Linked DNA regions of Sus scrofa: region 2 is linked to region 1. Evidence: chromatin contacts called from public Hi-C data. All regions are on one chromosome and are shown on one strand. Each heading gives the region's core, a stretch centred on a gene start, on an enhancer-like site or on the middle of the called end of the contact. The rest is flanking DNA. Distances are from core to core; before and after follow the strand shown.

What was found. A called contact is a pair of places that touch in the nucleus more often than the background predicts.
Region 2: a Hi-C map of skeletal muscle shows a contact between it and region 1, with 4 times the contacts expected there. The contact joins two enhancer-like sites. A contact is called at or near these places in 7 of 47 Hi-C or Micro-C datasets (blood, embryonic fibroblasts, heart right ventricle and 2 more) and 2 of 2 datasets of contacts at active chromatin or transcription factors (alveolar macrophages and skeletal muscle).

What each region holds. Positions count from the first base shown.
Region 1 is chr6:71,967,015-71,973,878 of Sscrofa11.1, reverse strand. No RefSeq gene overlaps it. Among named protein-coding and RNA genes, the nearest start is that of KIAA2013, 11 kb to the left of the region's middle. Within about 2 kb of position 2,673, at least 77 of the 83 cell types and tissues checked have an H3K27ac peak or open chromatin away from gene starts, as enhancers often do. A contact at or near this core is called in retroperitoneal adipose tissue and skeletal muscle, where this site is marked.
Region 2 is chr6:72,114,692-72,121,555 of Sscrofa11.1, reverse strand. All of the region lies in intron 1 of TNFRSF8 (tumor necrosis factor receptor superfamily member 8), which reads right to left. Among named protein-coding and RNA genes, the nearest start is that of TNFRSF8, 15 kb to the right of the region's middle. Within about 2 kb of position 3,750, at least 19 of the 83 cell types and tissues checked have an H3K27ac peak or open chromatin away from gene starts, as enhancers often do. A contact at or near this core is called in retroperitoneal adipose tissue and skeletal muscle, where this site is marked.

The sequences.
Region 1 (6,864 bases), core at 1,424-3,923:
GGGATCTCTTTCTAAATAAACCACCTGCACACCACCAGTTCTTGCTTCAGATCAAGACATTGCCCAGGAGACCCGTGGCTCCTCCGGAGGATTTTTCCCAAGAGGAAGTTGGATCCTCCTGTGGGTGTTGTTATGGGATGAGTGTTGCCAAATGAAAGTTCCCAGGCTAAGAGTCGAATCGGAGATGCAGCTGCCAGCCTACGCCACAGCCACAGTAATGCAGGATCCGAGCCACATCTATGACCTACACTGAAGCTTGCGGCAATGCCGGATCCTTAAGCCACTTAGCGAGGCTAGGGATGGAACCCACATCTTCACTGATACTATGCCGGGTTCTTAACCTGCTGAGCCACAATGGGAACTCCTCCTCATATTCTTAAAAAAGTGCCTGACACTTTCAAAAAAACCTTAAGAACAAGCAGTACCCGATGTACCTGATATTAGTTAAGAATCCGACTGCAGCAGCTCGGGTCATTCCAGGCACGGGTTTGAGGCCTGAGCAGTAGGTTGAGTCTGAAGTTGCTGCAGCTGTGGTGTAGGTCACAGCTACAGCTTGGATTCAATCCCTCGCCCAGGGACTTCCATATGCTGTGGGTGTAGCCATTAAAAAATATAATAATAAGACCCCCAAAGCACAAGACAACCTGCACTTTGGGGTCTTTTTCAGCCTCCAAGAAGTAGCAGTGGTCTGACCTGCCGTCTGCTTAGGGGGCTGGTGATTGGGTAGATCACCCCACTTGCTGAGGGGCGCTCCCTGCAGGAAGGAGCCTTAGGAGTTCCCATCATGGCTCAGTGGTTAATGAATCTGACTAGGAACCACGAGGTTGCAGGTTTGTTCCCTGGCCTTGCTCAGTGGGTTAAAGATCTGGCATTGCCGTCAGCTGTGGTGTGGGTCGCAGACGCGGCTCGGATCCCTAGTTGCTGTGGCTGGCTGTAGGCTGGTGGCTACAGCTCTGATTAGACCCCTAGGCTGGGAACCTCCATATGCTGCGGGAGCAGCTCAAGAAAAAAGGCAAAAAGACAAAAAAAAAAAGAAAGAAAGAAAGAAAGAAAGAAAGAAAGAAAGAAAGAAAGAAAGAAAGAAAGAAAGAAAGAAAGAAAAAAAAAAGAAAAAAGAAAGAAAAAGAAAAAAAGGAGCCTCGCCTGAGCTGCTGGGTGCTGGCTGAGCAAACAGCCTTGCCGTGAACAAGCTACCTGGTCTGACAGTCCTACTTCCTGGGAGCCCCTGTGGACTTTGGCCAATGGAAGCTTCAAATAAATCATTTGATTCAATAAATGTTCATTGTGAACCTTCTAGTTACCCATGCATCTGGCCCTTGGGTGACAAAGGGGGAAGGTTAGGTTTGATGAATACCTGCGGTGTGCTTGGTACTTCCCCACTGGCTCAAGTTCCATGAAGGCAGTGGCTATATCTGTCTTTCACTCTGGATGGCCAGAGACTAGCCCCTGCCTGGCACTGGTAGATGTTTAAAGAATACTTGTTGAATTGTGTTTGTGGCACATGGAGTTTCCCAGGCTAGGGGTCCAATTGGAGCTGTAGCTACCAGCCTACACCAGAGCCACAGCAACACAGGATCCAAGCCGCGTCTGTGACCCACAGCACAGTTCACATCAGGGTGACTAAGCACAAGGGACAAGAGGACGAAGGTGAGAGTAATGTTAAAGGAAAAAGAACAAATCTAATATGAAGCCAGGTTTGTTCCTCCCTCTTACAAAAGGGCCTGGGAAAGGGTGATCCCTGTTCTAGCCTCTGATAGGCTCCCTGCACGAGGATGGCAGAGGTGGCCACAGGGAAGAGGCCGGGCGCCGAGAAATGGAGCCCAAGGGGATGGACTTCCTCCCTCCTTTATGGGGCAGCCACTGCTAGCTTTCTTCCCCAGTGTTCCTTCTCTCCCTGCAAGGATCTCACAAAGAAGGCAAAGCGCATAGCTGCGCGGAGAGACTGCATGTCCCAGGCTTCTTTGCAGCTAGGCGGGATCCGGAAACTCATTTCTGGCCAATGGGATTGGTTAAAAAATTCACTTCCTCTTGCGTTTTAGCAAATCTATTATAACCATGATCAAATGTCTTTCTTGACTTCTCTTTTTAATAAGTGACCCGGTTCTAGTTTCAAAGCTAAATTACTTCAACAGACAAAACAAAAACCCAACATCAATATTTATAAATACTCCGTAGAGAAAGCGATGGGAGTTCCCACTGTGGTGCAGTGAGTCAAGGATCCGGCGTCGCCACAGCTGCGGCTGGATTACATCCCTAGCCAGTGGATTTGCATATGTGCCGAAAATCTTCCATATGCCCAGCGGGTGCGGGGCGGGGGGGACAGGGGAGGCAATGAATCGCATTTAAGCTTTTTTAATTTAAAAAATTATTTGGGCCGTCCCCCTGCAGCCACAGCTGCCACCCACGCCACGGCCACGACTTCTGCAAAACTGGATCCTTAACTCAGCGAACCAGACCCCTGGATAGGCATACAATCGGTGTCTCCACAGACACAAACGCCGGATCGTTGGCCCACAACGCCACAGCTGGAACTCTCACATTCACGTTTTTACAGAGGTCACCTCATCTTCGTTAATAAACTAAAAGACGTCAGTTTCTCGCGAAAAACCTCACGACGTTCCGCGTGACTTCAAGGACTACTGAAAACACTTTTGCGCATTTCAAAGTCCAGAAAAAGCTGAAAAGCAAAAACATAAAATCTTTTTTTCTAAACGATTTTATTAGCCTTGCAAAGCGCAAGGCCTCCAAAAACTGGGTAAAAACTCAGAATTGTTCCTCTCCACGGAAATCTTTAGTAAAAGGCGAAAGATTTATGCGATCTGAAGAGAAACCAGAGTATACCGGGGAAGGCCAGCACACATTACTCGAGGAACTGCTACCCCTAACACAGTAACGGTGACTTTCCAAAGGAATTAGTCACATCTTCCTTTTTTTCCCTACAACTCTATGAAATATCACTCATATTTAGGAAAAAATAGATCAAGTAGAAAGGAAGAATTAGTAATTTTAAGACGAAAAAAAATGTGCCGGGTGAAATGCATTCTGGATATGCAAATAATAATCTCAGTCGTCACACTCCGGTTTCCGGAAATACCTTAAATAGTTTATTCAGCTCTGTGCTGGGACCGAGATTACCACCAGGGGGCAGAGCGGAGGTCAGATTTAAGGGGTTAATATACAGACCTGAGCCTAATCCCGCTACAAAGTCAGTTTTAGAGTTCGCACTTTAGGTAAAAATTTATTTTCAATTCAGTTCAATTCAATTAGATTAAAGTAAATAAAAAATAAAATAAAATAAACCTTGAAAGTCACTATCTTCATTCATTCATGCAACAAAAGTATATGGAACATTGTTAAACCCTGTGCAGGGCTCTAGGGAGAGATTGATCACGTACATGTCACCTTCACAGAGTGCTCAGTGTGATGGGAGCCGGGTGTATGTGATGAGCACTGATAACAATATTTTGGTGACACCCGGGCAGAACATTAAAGGACCACAGGAGCAGGGTGGTGAGGGTATTCTAGGCAGGGCGATGGGGCGCCGAGAGGGTAAGTGACCAGGCGGCTGTCAGTGCCGGCTAAGTGCTTGGATTTACCTTGAAGGCAGAGGGGAAGCAGTGACGAGTTTTAAGAGAGACCATGTGATCCGATTAGTGTTTTTAATACAGTGGTCCTGGGATCAGCGGATCAGTCTTACCTGGATATGTGTTAGAGACGCAAAGGTTTTGAACTCCTCCTGGATCCGCTGCATCTGAAACTCTGGGGGTGGGGCCCAGCAGCGGGGTTTTAATAAGCCCTCCAGGTGACTGAGATGCTGGCTGGGTTGAAAACCACCGTTGGGCAACCATTCTGGTTAAAGTGTGGCTATGGTCGGAGAGCAAGAAGTTTTGGGGTGGCGAATTATTAGGAGGCTGATCATTAAAGCCAGGGAGTGGGCAGGAGAGGGACCGGGCAAGGCAAAGGGTGGAATGTAAAGAAGAAAAAAAAAGAGTTCCCATCGTGGCGCAGTGGTCAAGGAATCTGACTAGGAACCATGAGGTTGCAGGTTCGATCCCTGGCCTCGCTCAGTGGGTTAAGGATCCAGAGTTACTGCAAACTGTGGTGTAGGTCACAGATGTGGCTCAGATCTCGCATTGCTTACGGCTGGATCCTTAACCCACCGAGCAAGGCCAGAGATTGAACCCAAAACCTTGTGATCCCTTGTTGGATTCGTTTCTGCTGCGCCACGACAGGAACTCCTTTAAGTCTGTTTTGACACCGTCGAAGCCCACATTTCCTCCCTCTCCAGTGAAGCTCAGGCGGATCCTCTGTGCACAAACAACATTGATCTTGTGGGGTTGTTTTTTGTTTTTGTTTTTTTGTCTTTTTGGGCCACACCAGCAGTATATGGAGGTTCCCAGGCTAGGGGACCAATCGGAGCTATAGCAGCTGGCCTACACCACAGCTCACAGCAACGCCAGATCCTTAACCCACTGGGAGAGGCCAGGGATCAAACCCGAAACCTCATGGTTCCTAGTCAGATTCGTTTCTACTGCACCACGACGGGAACTCCGATCTTGTGGGTTTTTTAAAAAAATTTGGCCATGCCCACCACACACAGAAGTTCTCAGGCCAGGGATGGAAGCCGAGCCACCGCAGTGACAACACCAAATCCTTAAGCGTTAGGCCACTAAGGTTTAAGCAAAATTGAGCAGAAAGCACAGAGAGAAGTTCCCGTCATGGCACAGTGATTAACGAATCCGACTGGGAACCATGAGGTTGCGGGTTCCATCCCTGGCCTTGCTCAGTGGGTTAAGGATCCGGCGTTGCCGTGAGCTGTGGTGTAGGTTGCAGACGCGGCTCGGATCCCGCGTTGCTGTGACTCTGGCGTGGGCCGGTGGCTACAGCTCCGATTCGACCCCTAGCCTGGGAACCTCCATATGGCGCGGGAGCGGCCCAAGAAATAGCAAAAAGACAAAAAAAAAAAAAAAAAAAAAAAAAAGCACAGAGAGTTCCCATAGACCCTGCCCCACCACTCACGATGTCCCTACTATCAATATCTCCAACCAAAGTGGGGTACTTGTTAGGATCTATGAAATTGCACTGACATGTCATTACCCTCTAAAACCCCTAGCTTACATCAGGGTTCATTCGTTTTTTTCAACCAGTGGGCTGCCAGAGGCATAGCTAGCGACATAGTGGAATGAAGGATAATAGTGACACTGGCTGGCCTCTACGCACTTGCTCTAAGCCAGGTGCTGAGAAATGCTTTTGGATCCATTGAGCCCCCGGCCAGCCCTGTGAGGCAGAGGAAAAGCTGCTGTTCGATACACTCGGTGTCCAGCAGTGTAAGATACAAAATGACAAACCTGACACTAATCAGGCTTGCAGAGCTGATGTCCGGTTTACAAAAAGTGTAGAGGCTATGGGAACAAACTGAATTTGGAGAAAGAAGTACCTACAAGAGGGGGAATCAGACAAATTCAGAATGAGGATTTTCCTTACAATGGATCCAGTCCTTCAAAAATCACACATGTGCGCATACGCGCGCACACACACACACACACACACACACACGCACACACACACGAGCACACATACGCTTGGTGTCAGGAAACAAAAGAATTTCGGATTAAAAGAGACTGAAAAAATCCCGTAATTACAGATGAAATAGGTCCTTTTTGGATCCCCCTTCCCCCTTTTTAAATGGCTGCATCCAAGGCACATGGGAGTTCCCAGGGCAGGAATTGAATCTGAGCTGCAGCTTTGATTTACACGATGCTGGGTCCTTTAACCCACCGTGCTGGACTGGGGGTTGAACCCATGCTTCCGGAGTGACCGATACCATTGCAGTCAGATTCTTAACCTACCCCTCCTTCCACCCTCACCCTCACCCCCTTCCCCCCGGCCTGTGCTCCCACATTTTATTATACGGTGTGGGGTTCGATCCCTGACCTCACTCAGTGGGTTAAGGATCCAGCTGTGAGCAACACGGGATCCGAGCCACATCTGTGACCTACACCACAGCTTGCAGCAACTCTGGATCCTTAACCCACTAAGTGAGGCCAGAGATTGAACCTGCATCCTCATGGAGACTATGCTGGGTTCTTAACCCACAGAGCCGCAGTGGGAACTCCTGAATCTCAGGATGAGGCGATCTGTGCTTTGTAAAAAACAGGCCCCTTAGATACTTAGAGAAATCTCAGGGGAAATAAAAAAAATCTGTTTAACAAACCCAGATTCTTGCATCTTCCCATGCATAGGAAAGACTAAAATTATTTTTTTTTTACTTTTTTTTTTTCTTTTTAGGGCCACACCAGCAGCATATGGAGGTTCCCAGGCTAGGGGTCCAATCGGAGCTACAGCTGCTGGCCTACGCCATAGCCACAGCAACACCAGCTCCTTAACCCACTGAGTAAGGCCAAAGATCGGACCTGCAACCTCATGGTTCCTAGGTGGATTCGTTTCTGTCTGCTGTGCCACGATGGGAACTCCATAAAACTATTTTTTATTTTCTCTCTCTCTCTTTTTTCTTCTTCTCTTTTTATAGCCGCATAGCTGCGGCATATAGCTGCGGCATATGGAAGTTCCCAGGCCAGGAGTCGAATTGGAGCTGCAGCTGCCGGCCTACACCACAGCCACAGCAATGCCCGATCAGAGCTGCATCTGCGATTTACCCTGCAGCTGCAGCAACACCGGATCCCTAACCCACTGATCAAGGCCAGGGTTTGAACCCGCATCCTCACAGAGACTATGTTCTTAACCCTCTGAGCCACAGCGGGAACTCCCATCTATTATTTTCTTAATTTTTTTTGTTTTTGTTTGTGTCACATGGAGGTTCTTGGGCCAGGGATCAAACCTGTGCCACAGTAGTGACCTGAGGCA
Region 2 (6,864 bases), core at 2,501-5,000, 150 kb before region 1:
GTACCTTGTCAACACTTAGTATTGTCAGGGTTTTCTTTAATGTTTTAAATTTTATTTATTTATTTATTTATTTATTTTTGGCCAAGCATGGCATGACTTGATGTGGGATTTCAGTTCCCAGACCAGGGTTTGAATTCAGGCCGTGAAAGAGCGGAGTCCTAACCACTGACCACCAGGGAGCTCCCAGTTTTTTAAATTTTAGCCATTTGGGTGAGTGTATAGCTCATTGTGTCTTTTACTTGAATTTTTCCCATAGGTGATAATGTTCAGTACTTTTTCACATGTTTATTAACCATTAGGATGTTCTCTCTTAAAGATAACTCCTCAGGTCTTTCACCTTTTTTTTGTTTTGTTTTGTTTTTTTTTGTCTTTTGTCTTTTGTCCTTTCAGGGCCACACCAGCAGCATATGGAGGTTCCCAGGCTAGGGGTCTAATCAGAGCTGTAGCCACTGGCCAACACCAGAGCCACAGCAACGTGGGATTCAAGGCCATGTCTGCAACCTACACCACAGCTCACAGCAATGCTGGATCCTTAACCCACTGAGCAAGACCATGGATCGAACCTGCAACCTCATGGTTCCTAGTCGGATTCCTTAACCACTGCGCCACGACGGGAACTCCCTTAGTTCCTTTTTTTGGGGGTCTCCCATGGCATGAGGAAGTTCCCAAGCCAGGGATCAAAGCCTTAACCCACTAGGCCACTAGGGAACTCCCAGAGTTCTTAGTTCTAATGAAGTGCAATTTATCAATCTTTTCTTTTATGGCTAATGTCCTTTTTAAGAAATATTTGCCCACACGATGCCTTTAGATATTTTCCCACACAGTCTTCCAGATGGCATCATGGAAACTTTCCTTTTCATTTTCACGCCTGGTGTGAGGTAGGGGTCAAGACACTCTTTTCTTTTTCTTTTTTTTTTTTTTTTTGTCTTTTTTGTCTTTTGTCTTTTGTTGTTGTTGTTGTTGTTGCTGTTGCTATTTCTTGGGCCGCTCCCGCGCCATATGGAGGTTCCCAGGCTAGGGGTTGAATCGGAGCTGTAGCCACCGGCCTACGCCAGAGCCACAGCAACGCGGGATCCGAGCCGCATCTGCAACCTACACCACAGCTCACGGCAACGCCGGATCGTCAACCCACTGAGCAAGGGCAGGGACCGAACCCGCAACCTCATGGTTCCTAGTCGGATTCGTTAACCACTGCGCCACGACGGGAACTCCAAGACACTCTTTTCTTGAATAGGCTTTTTTTTTTTTTTTTTTTTTGGCTGGGCCTGTGGCATTCACAAGTTCCCTAGCCAGGAATCAAACCACGCCATAGCAGTGACCTGAGCCACTGCAATGACAATGCCAGATACTTAACCCCCTGCACCAAAAGAGAACTCCGCAAGAGGCATCTTTACAAGCTCTCCCACATGTCCCCAGGTCTCCTTGAAAGCGAAGCCCCTTTATTAGAAGGGGTTCGTGAAAGGAGGGTTTCTGCTGAGTATGGGGGCGGAGCTTTGTCCTTCCTGGTGAATGAGAGGGGAGCATGAGGCACGTTTCTGGGAAGACCAACAGAAAGAGCTCCAGGAAGGGAGGGTGGGGGGAGGGAGGTGGAGAAGGAGGGAGCTGGGTCCCATCTCTGCATCCTCCGCATCCGAGATGATGCCTGGCAGACAGGAGGCAGCCGCTCATTGGATGAATGCGGCGGGGCTTTCTTGGTTTGGGGGAGAAAAGCAGAAGCCATCAACACGCCTGGCAGCCCCAGGGGATTCCCTAGGCTTCTCTCCCCTCAAGGGGACAGTGACAGTACTCAACGAATACTTCTGCCCTGGGCAGGGCGCAGCAAGGAGGCCAGCGGGGCTGGAGAGTAGACATGAGGCGTGTCAATTGCAGTCAGCTTTTTGTTGTTCGGGTGTTGCACACCCGAAGTGTCACCACGTAACCCTGACATCATCAATGTAACCTGACATTTGCAAACACCTGTCACATGGCACTCGTATGGCTCATGGACTCCAGAATCCGGAGCCTTGAGGGACTCTGTTTGCCCACTTGTGCCCAGCCCCACCACCACCTCATTCTTCTCAAGGAAACTGGAGGTTCTGGGGAGCCTCTCAAGGGGCAGGGACCTGTCAGGACACCCCGAGCTTTTTCCTCAACCTCAGCATCTTACCCTGTGAGCTTGGAAGCCTCTGGCTGGCGGGGGCTGCTGGGGGTTGAGGGTCCAGCCCTGCTGGGCCTGCTGAGTGTGGGGGAAATTCTGGGTCCTTGACCTGGGTTTTCCTCTCCCGGCCTCTGAGGGCGACACGGCCCTGCTCCCTCTCCTAGGGCAGGGGGTGGGGGGCAGGGGGAGCCCGGATGCCCACTCTTCACTTCCACCACCTCACCCTGGGTCAGTGAAGGGGTGGGAAGGGCAGGGAAGAGGGAACCCATGGTTTTGTATATCACCCCCCCCAAGCCACACATCACCTCCTTTGGGCCCCTCCAGCCCTGGAGGCCAAATCACCACCCACATTACAGAGGAAATATCCACCCAAGGTCACACAGCAACTAAGCATGGAGCAGAGATTTTGAGCTTCACTGTGTCTCCAGTTCTCGTCCCCCCTCTGGGCTTCAGGTTGCCCATCCTGAAAATAAAAAATGTGCTAAGAAGGACACCACGTCACATTGGTGGTCTTCCTACCAAAAGTCCATAATCTAAATCAAATCATGGGGAAACACCAGATAAACCCAAACTGAGGGACGTTCGACAAGACAAATGGCCTAAACTCTAAAAATGCCAAAGAGGGGGGTTCCCGTTGTGGTGCAGCGGAAACGAATCTGACTAGGAACCATGAGGTTGCGGATTCGATCCCTGGCCTCACTCAGCAGGTTAAGCCTCTGGTGTTGCCGTGAGCTGTGGTGTAGGTTGAATGGGCGGCTCGGATCCGGCGTTGCTGTGGATGTGGTGTAGGCTGGCAGCTACAGCTCTGATTGGACCCCCTAGCCTGGGAAACTCCATATGTTGCGGGTGGGTCTCTAAAAAGCAAAAAATAAAAAAATTTTTTAAATGCCAATGAGGAGTTCCCACTGTGGCTCAGTGGGTTAAGGACCCGATGTGGTCTCTGTGAGGATAAGACGTCGATCCCCGGCCTCGCTCAGGATCTAGCATTGCCGCAAGCCTCAGAGTAGGTTGCAAATGTGGCTGAGATCTGCTGTTGCTATGGCTGTGGCATAGGCCAGCAGCTGCAGCGCCAATTCAATCCCTAGCCCGGGAACTTCCACATGGCACAGGTGCAAGCCTAAAAAGAAAAAAAAGAAAAAAACAAAGCCAATGCATGAAAGACAAGGAAAAGCTGTGGAACATTCCAGAATAAAGGAGACCAAAGAGACAGGATAACAGAATGCAATATCTGGACTGGATCCTGAATTGGGGTAGGAAGGGGGATACTGCTGTAAAGGAGACTATTGAGATAACTGGTGACATTTGAACATGAGCTTTATACCTGATTTTGATCTACCAATGCTGGATGCCTGAAAACTTGTTACGTAAGAGATGTCCTTGCTGGAGAAGAAACATGCTGAGATATTTAGAGGTAAAAGATCAAAATGCCTGCAACTAACTAGCAGGTGGTTCAGCAAAAGAAAATAATAAGAAGACTGTGTATACATAGACATAAAGCAATGATACAAAAACACATGTGAAAATAATCGCACCTCCAGGGTTCTGAGAGCTCAGGAAGGAGAGGACCGCTTTTTTCAAACAAGGAATCTATGTAAATCCACGGTCTGCCACCAGGGGGCACTGCCTCCTTGCCCACCCCAGGGCTGTGGGATTTCAGCCAGGCCCCAGGGAGGGGAGAGTAGAGGACTTGGGGGCCCCTGTTCCCACGTGGGCTTATGGGAGGTAGGGGCTGCCCCCACCCCAGCCCCACGGAGGGGCTGATCTGGCTTCCCGCCCCGCCAGCTATTCGCAGAGGTGTATTTGGGGTCCAGGCTGGGGCACAGCTCAACCCCACTCTCAGCCTTCACCCCAGCTGTCTCCAGGCCCCTGTGGCTGTCCTTCTCTGGAAGAGACACTGGGGACTTTTTTGGCCTATGATGTCATGGCTTTACAAGCACCCAGAAAATGGGTCAGTGCAACACTCACAGGTGGTAGAAGGAGCAACAGCAGTGACTGACCCTAAGGGCCCTGTGTGACCTCATTACACAGAAATCTTCCTCGGGGAGGGGCGAGGCCTGCTCAGGAGCACACCTCGTGGTGATGTCAGGCTCTGAGTCCAGGTCAGCTGACTTGAGCACACCAGGACTGCATCAAGCACCTACTGCATCAAGCCAGAGAGCAGGGCACCAGAATGCCCTCCAGGGAGGGAGACAACCCCATCTTCCCAGAGTGTTCCCAGCCCATACGCTAGAGAGGACTGGAATCCGGACCCTGTGGTTTGACTTTGCAGCGCTGTCTGTGGTCCCCCAAGGCTGGCGCAGTCTCACGCCTCTGGGCTCAGCCCTCACCCCCAGCCCCATTCATGCCATCCCTCGGCCATCTCCCCATCTGCCCTGCTGCCTCCCAACCCCACCATCCCATCACCCACGACCCACTCACACGGCCCTTCACCCACAGCAGCGCCTGGCAAAGGCAGCAGCCGCCACCTCTGAATTGTTCTGGCCCCACCAAATTCCCACCAGCCAAAGGACCCAGACCCCTGATGCCCTCTCAGCTCCTGCTGCCCCTGCGGAGAGGGAAGAGACAGCTGGGCCATACTCTGATCCCGGCCTTGGAGGGAGGGGGGGTCAGAAAGGCGAGAGTGGGAGGGGGAAGCCCAAGGCCTGGGAGGGGGGCTTTTGGGTGGGGTTCCCCAGCAGGTTTGAGGCAGAGCGAGGTGTCCACAGGATGATGAGTTGTGTAACCAGGGGCCCGTGGCCCAGCCTTAGTAGCATCAACATAGAGAGTGGCCTGAAACCTTCCCATTTCTAGGCCTATTTTCAGGTTGGTTTGGTTTTCCCTACAAAACTGGTGAATTTCACTTTTAAAAACCCCCACCTGGTCACAGCTGCAGAGACTGAACACGAACCACACCTGCGGGAGCCGAGAGTTTAGAGCCGGGTCAAGGGGTGGGGGGTGGGCAGGTGTCAGCAAAATACCCAAAGGGACCAAAGCCGAGAGGTGCGCCCCCCCCCCGCCCCACCCCACGCCATGGGCTCCCCTCTTCTCTCACTCAGGGTGAGGCGCCTGAGCTGGCAGCGTTGGCACCAGTTGGGACCTTGCTGGAAATGCAGAAGCCCAGGCCTCACCCAGACCTATGGTCTGTCTCACTTTCCAGATGGGGAAAGTGAGGCCTGGGGAGGTTAAGAAATTTGCCTCAGGTCACAGGCCCAGGCAGGGCTGGAGGCAGGATTCAGCCTGAGCCAGGGGCCGGGGCTCTCACGCACCAGTCTCTGTGTCCCGAGTCTGGTCTAACCCCCGGCTCTACCCTCAAAGCCAGCGGTTCCTCCTCACCTCCCCGCCATCTGGCCTTGAGGATGGCCGTTCTGGGTCTCTCACACCCACCCCGACCCCACATCCCGCTCTCAGTGCAGACGCCAGAGCCACCTTTTCAAAACATAAGTCTGGTCTCCTCCCACCTCCACCCGATTGAAGATGAGGAGGTGGCTTCCGGCTCAACTATGCATCAAGCCCGAGGTTCTGACAGTGGCCCCAGTCACCCTGCCGGGCCAGCCCTGGCCCACCTGGCCTGTGCAATCCCAGGCGCCCCCTCCCATTCTCCCTCCCATCCACTCCCTCCCTCCCTCCAGCAGCTCGGCATATGCTGTTCCCCTGGTCCAGCACACCCCAACTCCTCCTCAGAGCTCACTCACCTGTGCCTCTGCCTCAGAGGCCCCCTGCCTGACCACCCCTGTCCAGGCCAGGTCTCAGCAGGTGTGGGCAGGGCCGCAGCCTTGCTGGAGGCTTTTGGGGAGAACCCATTTTCTCGTGATTCAAACTGAGGTCTGGGAGTTCCCTTGTGGCACAGCAGGTTAGGATCCAGCATTGTCACTGCAGTGGCTTTGGTTACTGCGGTGGCATGGGTTTGATCCCTGGCCTGGGAACTTCCACCTACCGTGGGCACAGCCAAAATAAAACAAAAAACTGAGGTCCTGCCTCTTTGCTGAGTCAACTAAGAGGGTTCCCAGCTTCTAGAGGCGGCTGCATTCCTTGGTTCATGGCCCCCTTCCCCCATCTGCAAGGTGCACAGTAGTGGCTCGAGTCCTTCTCCTCTCACATCTCCCTCTTCCTCGGTGTCATCTCTCTCCAATGCAGCCAGAAAAGTCTGCTTTTAAGGACTCATGTGAGGACACTGGGCCCTCCCAGATAATCCAGCCCAATCTCCCCACCTCAAGGTCCGTACCCTTAATCACATCCACAAAAGTCTCTTTGCCACATAAGGTGACATAGTCACAGGTGCCAGGAGACTTTTTAAAAATTTTTATTTTGTTTTTAGTAGAGGATAGTTGATTTACAGAGTTGCGTCAGGCTTTTTTTTTTAATGGCCACACCCATGGCATATGGAGGTTCCCAGGCCAGGGCTTAAATCCGAGCCACAGCTGTGACCTATGCCACAGCTGTAGCAACACCAGGTCCTTAACCCACTGCGTTAAGCTGGGAATCGAACCCAAACCTCTGCAGTGACCTGAGCTGCTGCAGTCAGATTCTTTTTTTTTTTTTTTTTTTGTATTTTTGCCATTTCTTGGCCCGTTCCTGCGGCATATGGAGGTTCCCAGGCTAGGTGTTGAATCAGAGGTGTAGCTGCCAGCCACAGCCACGGCCACGGCCACAGCAATGCAGCATTAGAGCCAAGTCTGCAACCTATACCACAACGCACAGCAGCACTGGATCCTTAATCCACTGAGCAAGGCTCAGTTTCCACTGAGCCA